3 separate regions of the Mus musculus genome follow, and regions 2 and 3 are each linked to region 1. The links are chromatin contacts, called in public Micro-C maps. All regions are on one chromosome and are shown on one strand. The core of a region is the stretch at or near the end of the contact, and the rest is flanking DNA. Distances in the headings are between cores, read along the strand shown.

The links. A called contact is a pair of places that touch in the nucleus more often than the background predicts.
Region 2: a Micro-C map of the G1E-ER4 cell line shows a contact between it and region 1, with 5 times the contacts expected there. The contact joins two enhancer-like sites. A contact is called at or near these places in 19 of 484 Hi-C or Micro-C datasets (the G1E-ER4 cell line, the HPC-7 cell line, bone marrow-derived macrophages and 11 more), 7 of 115 datasets of contacts at active chromatin or transcription factors (CD8 T cells, the HPC-7 cell line, SST interneurons and 4 more) and 3 of 9 other capture datasets (adipose tissue, liver and pancreatic islet).
Region 3: a Micro-C map of the G1E-ER4 cell line shows a contact between it and region 1, with 3 times the contacts expected there. The contact joins two enhancer-like sites. A contact is called at or near these places in 5 of 484 Hi-C or Micro-C datasets (the G1E-ER4 cell line, the N1E-115 cell line, cortical neurons and 1 more), 5 of 115 datasets of contacts at active chromatin or transcription factors (Th17 cells, acute myeloid leukemia, effector CD8 T cells and 2 more) and 3 of 9 other capture datasets (adipose tissue, liver and pancreatic islet).

What each region holds. Positions count from the first base shown.
Region 1 is chr13:95,776,382-95,779,081 of GRCm38.p6, reverse strand. All of the region lies in intron 2 of Iqgap2 (IQ motif containing GTPase activating protein 2), which reads left to right. It overlaps Gm32702 (a long non-coding RNA gene), which reads right to left. Exons shown (of 3, transcript XR_382767.3): 3 at 1,122-2,700. Among named protein-coding and RNA genes, the nearest start is that of Gm32702, 14 kb to the right of the region's middle. Within about 2 kb of position 1,266, at least 37 of the 459 cell types and tissues checked have an H3K27ac peak or open chromatin away from gene starts, as enhancers often do. A contact at or near this core is called in the G1E-ER4 cell line, where this site is marked.
Region 2 is chr13:95,968,465-95,971,164 of GRCm38.p6, reverse strand. The region is part of intron 12 of Sv2c (synaptic vesicle glycoprotein 2c); the gene reads left to right. Among named protein-coding and RNA genes, the nearest start is that of Gm24032, 73 kb to the right of the region's middle. Within about 2 kb of position 1,349, at least 12 of the 459 cell types and tissues checked have an H3K27ac peak or open chromatin away from gene starts, as enhancers often do. A contact at or near this core is called in the G1E-ER4 cell line, where this site is marked.
Region 3 is chr13:95,562,583-95,565,282 of GRCm38.p6, reverse strand. No RefSeq gene overlaps it. Among named protein-coding and RNA genes, the nearest start is that of Gm32640, 15 kb to the right of the region's middle. Within about 2 kb of position 1,387, at least 37 of the 459 cell types and tissues checked have an H3K27ac peak or open chromatin away from gene starts, as enhancers often do. A contact at or near this core is called in the G1E-ER4 cell line, where this site is marked.

The DNA of each region.
Region 1 (2,700 bases), core at 17-2,516:
GCTTAAGAAATCTATGTCATGCGTATCTGTTGAGAAGAAGTAAGGTCCATGAATGTGTAGCTTGTGAATTAGCCCGGTTCGGCTCTTGCAGCTTATCCATAACCAGCATGAGGAAGTTGGGGGCGGGGAGGGGCATTGTGAAACCCAAGCTGAGCCCAGAACACCCTCGCAGCAGGATTTGTTATTGTACAGAGCTGGCTGCGCCATCCCTCAAGCCATGTTTCCTGAAACCTAAGAAGCCCGCGTAGAGTAGAGGTCTCTTATAACCAGCTCCTGTTCCCTCAAGCCTTCGTGTGACTGTCACATGGTCTCAGCCTTCTTCTGTGTGGTCACTAAATACCTTACTGAAGCTGAAGCCTGTGGGTGACACTGGGATTTACCTAAGGCTAGTCGGAGAAGCCTGGAGGTGATGGCAAACCTCCTACTCCGGCCGCTCTCAAAAGAGGGGCTCTTCTGCAGGCTTCTTCCCTGCAGAAACTCTTTTGGTCATTTCTCTATGCAATGGAGCTAGAAACCTTAGTGTCATGCATAAAGGTAATCCCCAGGGTGTGAGCACAGCACAGCACAATCTTTATCTTAGCCAGTTTCTTTGTGTGTGTGTGTGGGGGGCATTAATCCATCTGGGTTTTTTTTTCCTGGTCTGTCACTTTTCTCTTTTAAATTTGTTTATTTATACACAGAGACACACACATGGGCACACACACACACACAAACATACATACATACATACACACACACACACACACACACACACACACACGAGCGTGCGTGCACGTGTGTGCACATACACAGAATCAAAGCAGAGGTCTGAGGAGAGCTTATAGGAGTCATTCTCCTTCTGCCACATGGTTCCAGGAGTGGAGCTCATCCTGTCACTCTTGGCAGCAAGGACTTCCATCAGCTGAGCCATCTGGCTGGTCCTGACTTTTCTTTCTAACTAGGCATAGCATCCAGTTGTAGAGATGTCCTTTTGAACTTCTTATGACTTAGATGTTTATTTTCTGGTCACTTCTCTCAGAAGAAACCTGCTGCCTTTCCCCATGGGGTGGGGTGGAGAAGGTGCATATGGGCTTCCATTTCCTCTGTCTGTAAGAAGATGCCTCAAGAACAAATTTTCTTTCTGATGACTGCTTAATGCAGGCCAACGATGACATTGTAGATAAGGGACACAATACCTCATTGTCTGGAAAGTCTCCACATGGTGGAAGCTCTTGGTAAGAATCCATGGCAGTTAGCCACTAAGGTGTCAGGTCCTGGTTGAACTGTGCTAAAGAGACTTGTTTTGCCAGCTCCAGGCTGTGCCAGCCTTCCTCTCTGCTTTCATGACCTCTCAAAGCAGGTAGATGGTTAAAACAAACAAACAAATTACAACCACCACAACAACAAAAACCAACAACAACAAAAACTGACAGGAAAAAGCAGCCTATTAACTTACAGCAATATTAGATGATTTCCAAGGTGTGAGGCCTGTAGTCCCCCCAGGGCTCTTGCAGCCCAGCCCAGCTCAGAGTCTATACTCCCTGAGCCAAGATATATGGAGACTCCAGGGCAGAGACATGTGACAGAGAAGACACTCTCCAGGTGACTTTGGTCCCAGAAAGGTACTCTGGGTGGCAGGGCTGTCATTAATTATTAATCTCTATGTAAAATCAAGAAGTAGAAGCAGCTCACCCAGCAGTAAATGCTGCCCCCTGGTGAGCTGCTTCAGGTTGAGCTGCTTGGAGAGGCCTTGGGAAGGACGGGTAAGGAGAGCACGAATGGCTGGAGAGCAGGACCTGGCTGGCTTTGCTCTAGCTCAGATAAAAGGGGAACATTTTGCTTCTTTTTTATATCCTATGTGCAGGGTGGATAGCACCTTAATTAAGGGCTGTAACGGTTTATTTCCCATATCCACACATTTTTTTTTTGCATTTAAAAGGTCCAAAGGAAGGGCACACAGGGAAAAATCACGTCTTCATGCCCAGCTCACCTCATTAGTGAGCACACCTCCCAGTGTCTTTCATAGCCTACTAAGGAGAATGTTTGGATAGATATCTGTAACTATGGTGATAGATATTGAATGATGACCTCATACTGACGTAATGATGTGGTTGGCTCTCCATCTCTATGTGTCTTGTGCCTGTACATCCAACCACCCTTGGCTCAAGAATATTCCTGGGAAAGGATCCTCCAAACATAGATAGACTTTTCTTTTTAGAGTTCCCTAAGCCATGAACTATAAGCATGTATACTTACATCAGGTATTTAAAGTGTTCCAGAGGCAATTTAACATAAGGGAGAGGAGGCACCATGTAGATCCTTTTCATGTTTGCATATGCAAATATTTATATGTAAATATTTCATAGAAGTGAGTTGATCATCTATGGATTTGGGGATTCAGGAGTGTCCTGGAACTAATCCCTTATAGATACCAAGGGACAGTTGTGTATGAATGTGGCACATTCACATTACATAAAAGTCACCATGTAACCATAGTTATAGCCACACTACTATATGTAAAATCATATATAGTTAGGGTTCTACATGCACACATGCATAATGCATCATATATACATAGTCATGGACGGTTAGTATATCATGGTGTAATATAGTGGTATACACAGCAGGCAACATGATTAAATAGTTCTCAGTAATGACAGTTTTCTTCAGCCTGTCACCCTGCTTTTAAGCAGAAGGCCATTTAGAGCCTGGCACCCAACA
Region 2 (2,700 bases), core at 100-2,599, 190 kb before region 1:
AGAAGCTCATGGGTTATTGGGCTACACACCAGCATGAACGGTGCTTGACCTCAGATGAACTCCCAGCTTCATCTTCTCATCTTTGCTGCCCAGCATTCCTGGTTGCTCTCTTCTTCTTCACCCTGGCCCTGGCACACACTTTCTAGTCAGGTTTATCAGATTCAGTGATGAGACACAAAGGCTCTCATTATTGCCTGGGTTTCATGGGAATGTTTTATTTCGGCAGGAGCGAGGAACAGGGACCTGTAAAAAGTAACCGGAAGCCCCTTGATGGCAGAGGGACTTTTGGGATGACATGGACAGCCACTTGGAGTCTAGGGAGACTGCTCAGCCCAGCTTGTGGGGAACTCTTTCCACACCCTGAGGGGTGAGGAAGGCAGGTTGGTGGGGGTTCAGGCTGGCATCTAGCCTCCTTGAGGACGATGCTACTCTTCTCAGTAAGACAAATATTCCCCGTTAAAGATCAGAAAGCTGTGGAGGGGCAGGTACAGCTCATGAATGGCTTCCCTGACTCCCATATGCGAGGGTCTGGGTTCAGTCCCCAGTGCTCACACAGAGACAACAAGCAACTGCATTCTGTGTTCTGAATTGAGAATTCAGGCTTGCCATTTTCTCTGGTGGAAAAAAAAAAGCAAGATGGTATTTTAGAGTCAAATAAACAGACATCATCCAACTAATACCTAAGAAAAGGTCCAAAATGGCCCACATAAATGCTTCGAAAATCTACTTCTGACATACTTGGAAGCAGCCAGGAAGTTGCTCATTTACTGAGTACCCCAGGCATCCTTATGCCTCTGCGGAGGACTCAGGACTCGCGGTGAGCAGCTGCAAGGACTGCGCAGCCCCTGCAGATGTAGCCAGCCTTTGGGAGGCTAACTTCAGGCCAGCAGATGCCCCGGATTGCAGCAGGCAAGTGTCTGAGAGAATCGGTGTGGGCAGAAGCCTCAAGGAAGGAACCCTGAGGAGCCAGGAGAGAGGAGACGATCGTTAGGGAGAAGCTGATGGTCAGGGAGAAGCTGATGGTTAGGGAGAAGCTGATGGTTAGGGAGAAGCTGATGGTACTTGGTAAAATAACTAGATAGGACATGTGAAAAGCAGGCTGAACAGGAGCAGGAGCCATCTTGGTGGCTCGTGACTTGGAGTCTTCATGCTCTGAAACTGTGGCAGAATTGTTATTGGTTAGTCTGGGCTACACAGAGACTGTGTCTAAAACAAAACAAAGCACCACCTGAACCAACAGAACCGAAGGTGGAGGTGGGAAGGGTAGGGGTGGTTAGAGTACTGTATATGACTTGTTTCTTCTCAATACAAAAATAACAAACGCAACAATAAAAGCAAACAGAAACAGGAGCACAGCTGGGAGTGGTGGCACATGGCCCTTAATCCCAGCACTCGGAAGGCAGAGGCAGGCAGATCTATGAGTTCCTGACAGCCAGGGCTACACAGAGAAACCCTGTCTTGAAAACAAATGAACAAGCAAAACAAAAACAAACAAAAGAAGCAGGAGCACACTAGGAAGGGTAGCCTCCTCTCATCATTGTTCTCTTTCCTCCTCCCTCCTCCCTTCGCCCCCCTCCTCTCACCCATCTCATAGCCGCAGCATATCTTGCAGCTGCCAGTCACCACCAGGCAGCATCCTCACCATTTTTCCTGGCTGCTCCATCCTGCCCAACGTTCCCTAATGAACACAAAGTCTGTTATGTATTTGAGTGTTAATTGCAGTATCATAGATGTTAACCTAAGCTTGGAAGCCTCACTAGCCAAGGGTGCAGTTAGAGAAATGGTGGTTACATACTAAATGAAACAGTCAAACACAAACAACATGACACAAAGCCTTATGTGAGTGATTTAAGAAAAGAAAGCAAGAAAGAAAGAAAGAAAAGAAAAGAAAAGAAAAGAAAAGAAAAGAAAAGAAAAGAAAAGAAAAGAAAAGAAAAGAAAAAGAAAAATTGTATAAAAGCTCTGCTTGTGATAATTTGCATGACTGGAAACAGGCAGAAAGGATTCGGAGAGAAAATGATGTGTTGGCAGAGGGGAAATGCGTGTTTTCTTTTGTTATTTCCTCTGGTGTTTAACAGTACACCCAAGTCAACTTTTAAAAAGCACCCCTCCCTGGGAAGATAACAACGTCCTCACTCCTGGGCATACCTTGCAGTCCCTTAGGACTTCTGAAAAATACCAATGCCTAGACCCCTAGAGAGCAATAAAATCAGAACTGTGCATGTGTGCGGGGCCGTGGGTGTTAGGGAAAGAGGTGGGTGGGAGAGAACCGGGGTCCCGCCAGAGTTCCAGTGCTCTGGGCAGGCGGACTCGGGAGGACTGGCAGACGCTTTCCACACAGCCCTGGGTGGGCATCTGGCTGTGTAAAGCCACTGACACCACACGGCAGGTGGTGGACAAGGGACAGCCCCAGGTACCAGGTTCTCAGTCTCTAGCATCCCACATTGGATACAGAGGAGGAGTTGAGAACAGAATAGGGGCCCTGGGGCAGCACTCGCCCCAGAGATAAGGGAAGAAGGCAGGGGGAGAAGGGGCTTAAACGAGAGTCCTTGGTCCTGTCAGTGGCTGCAGCTCAGGAAGGCCTTCCGGTGTGAGGTCAGACGTGGCTTGTTAGGAGAAAGCCTACCCCATCATTCAAGCACAGTAGGCATTCATGATCAGAGACAGTTTATGGTTTTAGAGCTTTATTGTAGAAAGACA
Region 3 (2,700 bases), core at 138-2,637, 210 kb after region 1:
ACCAAACACAGGTGCCCTAAAAGAGCAACAAGCACTCTTAACTGCTTAGCTATCTCCAGACTCAACAGGATAGGCTTTCAAACCACAAGAATTCTTCAAGCTATCTTGCAAACCTCTAACATCCCACTTTAAAGGATACAGGGTATAAAAAGAAAAAGCATGGTGAGGAGCCCCCCATCTTAACAGACCAACTTTGGTGAGGCCAAGGAATGAACTCAGAGTCGCACACACGCCTAGAAAGTTCTTTGCCACGGAGTTCCCTAGAGGTGAACTTTGCTTTTAGCTCTCTGTTGTTTGTTTTGGTTTGGGTTTTTTGTTTTTTTGTTTGTTTTCTGACTTTCATTTGTTTTAAAGTAAGAAAGGCAGGCATAGTGGTTCATGCTCATCATCACATTACTTAGGAACTGAGGTAGGGAGATTCGCCTGTATCTGTCTGCGCCCATCCTGATCTACATAACGACAAAAGGAGACTCTGCCATCAAGCAAACAAGGTAACAACAACAAAAGTGACCATAGGAGGGGAAAGTTGAGAATCATTGATCTTAGCAGGGAAGGTTTTCACTCTTTCTCCTGCCTGGCTTTGCTCCACCGCGATCTAAACCAATGCAGAGACTGGAGGAGTTACATTGTTACTCCTCTGACACATCTTCTCAGTAGCATTCATTCACTCCAACAGTCCTGCTGTCTCTTATACCTAAGCAGCAGGACCAGGCTTCTAAACAGGGCTAAAAGTCTCAAGAACTCCCTGGTAGTTCTGCTCTGCTATCAGGACACGTTTCCTTTTAGTTCATAACTTCTCCCCTCTCGGGGCTCCAGTGGAGCAGAGCATAGCACCTTGTGGTCCGGGGTTTGATCCCTAGCACTCCAACCCCAAACGAGCCTCTGAGTTTCCACAAATATTTAGAACATCTTTTCTCAACCTCCCCCCCCAACTGTTTTTCTTTTTGTACCCACATCCATGGATCATGTAGATTTTTTAAAACCATCAGTGTGTAACAGCTGAATGGCAGGTGTGTCTCAACAAGGGTTCTGACATGCCAGGTGGTCTCTGAAGAAAGGTATGGTTAAGAGATGACTATCATCGTTTCCTTTAAGTACAGTAGTTAGTTTAGCTCCATTGATTATAGCTTTCTGCTTATTTGATTTCACAGCAGTTTTTAAAATCATTCCACAAGGATAGTGTACCTCTCGAGCTAGCTGTTCAATGGAAATAAAATTCAATGTTGCTTTCAAGTCCTTAGAGCATCTCATAGGGAAATAGTGGCATTGTGAAGTTCTGAGTGTACCCCAAAACCACAGGTGCCTATGTGGCCATGGCATTACACCTATAACTCTCCCCACCTCCCGGTATACCCAACTCTGCAGAACTCTGCACTGGCAAACAGCAAAACAGTCCTCTTCTGCCACCTACTGTCCTTTTCGAAAATTACACCTTCTTGGACACCGTTCCTGGGTGAGGCAAACCAAACCAACCAAACAAAACCTCTGGGCCTTAAATGGCATACATCAAAGTAGCTAAGTGGGTGAACAGGAACTATGATGTCCAAAACTTATATAACAGTTTTTTGGGTACTTAAATGAGTGCTTGATCAGATGGGTTATGCACATCATTAGTAATGTTCTTTCTACTGACACTTTAACCTCTATAGAACATCCTCATTTTCATGGAGACTGAAGTGTCCAGTGGTGAAATGTCACAGTTCTTCAGTGGCTCTCTGTCAGTTCCTGTTCTCCAGATCTCACTGTGGTCTGCCGTGTCATTTCGACTTCGTTACATATCTGAAATTTGTGCATAATTTTGAAGGAGAGCTAAGAATGTCAATAATGTGTTCTGCTCCAAGTTACCAGATGAGATAGCAAAAGAAGAAAATTTCATGAATGAAGGGCGACTCTCACAAATCCACAGAGGAAAGACTGACTCAATGGTGGAGCTGGAATTTCTCCTACAATCTACTCTCGTGTGCCAGAACTGTCAGCGTGTGGTTCAGAGGCAGTCTGCCAGTCTGGTGCAGCACATTCCATGGTGCTGTTTGCAGTTAGACAGCACCGAGTGACAGCTGAGACAGGGAGATGGATTTGACATATCCATGGCAACGCCTTGGAGGAGCACACGCCCCATGACTCTTCCCTCTGCTGCTGGCCAGCATCGGGTTCACAGAGTGAGCCTCTCTCCTGCATTGGATTGTCAGAACACCTCTTGGGAAGTCAAAATACAGAAACTCTAGGCTACATTTCCTTTTTCCCTGTTTGGGTGCCAGGCTCACAGGATACGGACATGCCGCTCAGGGGAGACAAAATGTAGCCTAAGATAGGGGCCTCAGCCCATGTTTCTCCGGGTGAGAAACTGTGTGGGCTGGGATGGAGGCTGTGGTTCTCAAACTCCTGGGCAATGCCACTGGGAATCGAGGAGCTGAGAATGGGGGCCTGTGGGCCTGAGATGAGCCCAGAACGGGGCAGGGGATATGGGGGAGCCATCCAGCTTAGTGCAGGGTGAGTGCCAGGAGTGCACAGAGGCTTAAGTTCTGCAGGAGACTTAGGCACAGCTCTGTATGAAGAAGGCCTCCCGCCATGGTCGTCTTTAATGAGAGAGACAGTCCTTGCTTGTCCAAACTGTTTATCCAGGGAAATGGGTGCATAGGACTTACTCAGGGTGGGCCAGAGATTAAATACCTTTTGCAGGAAGGAATGTCCCTGGAAGGG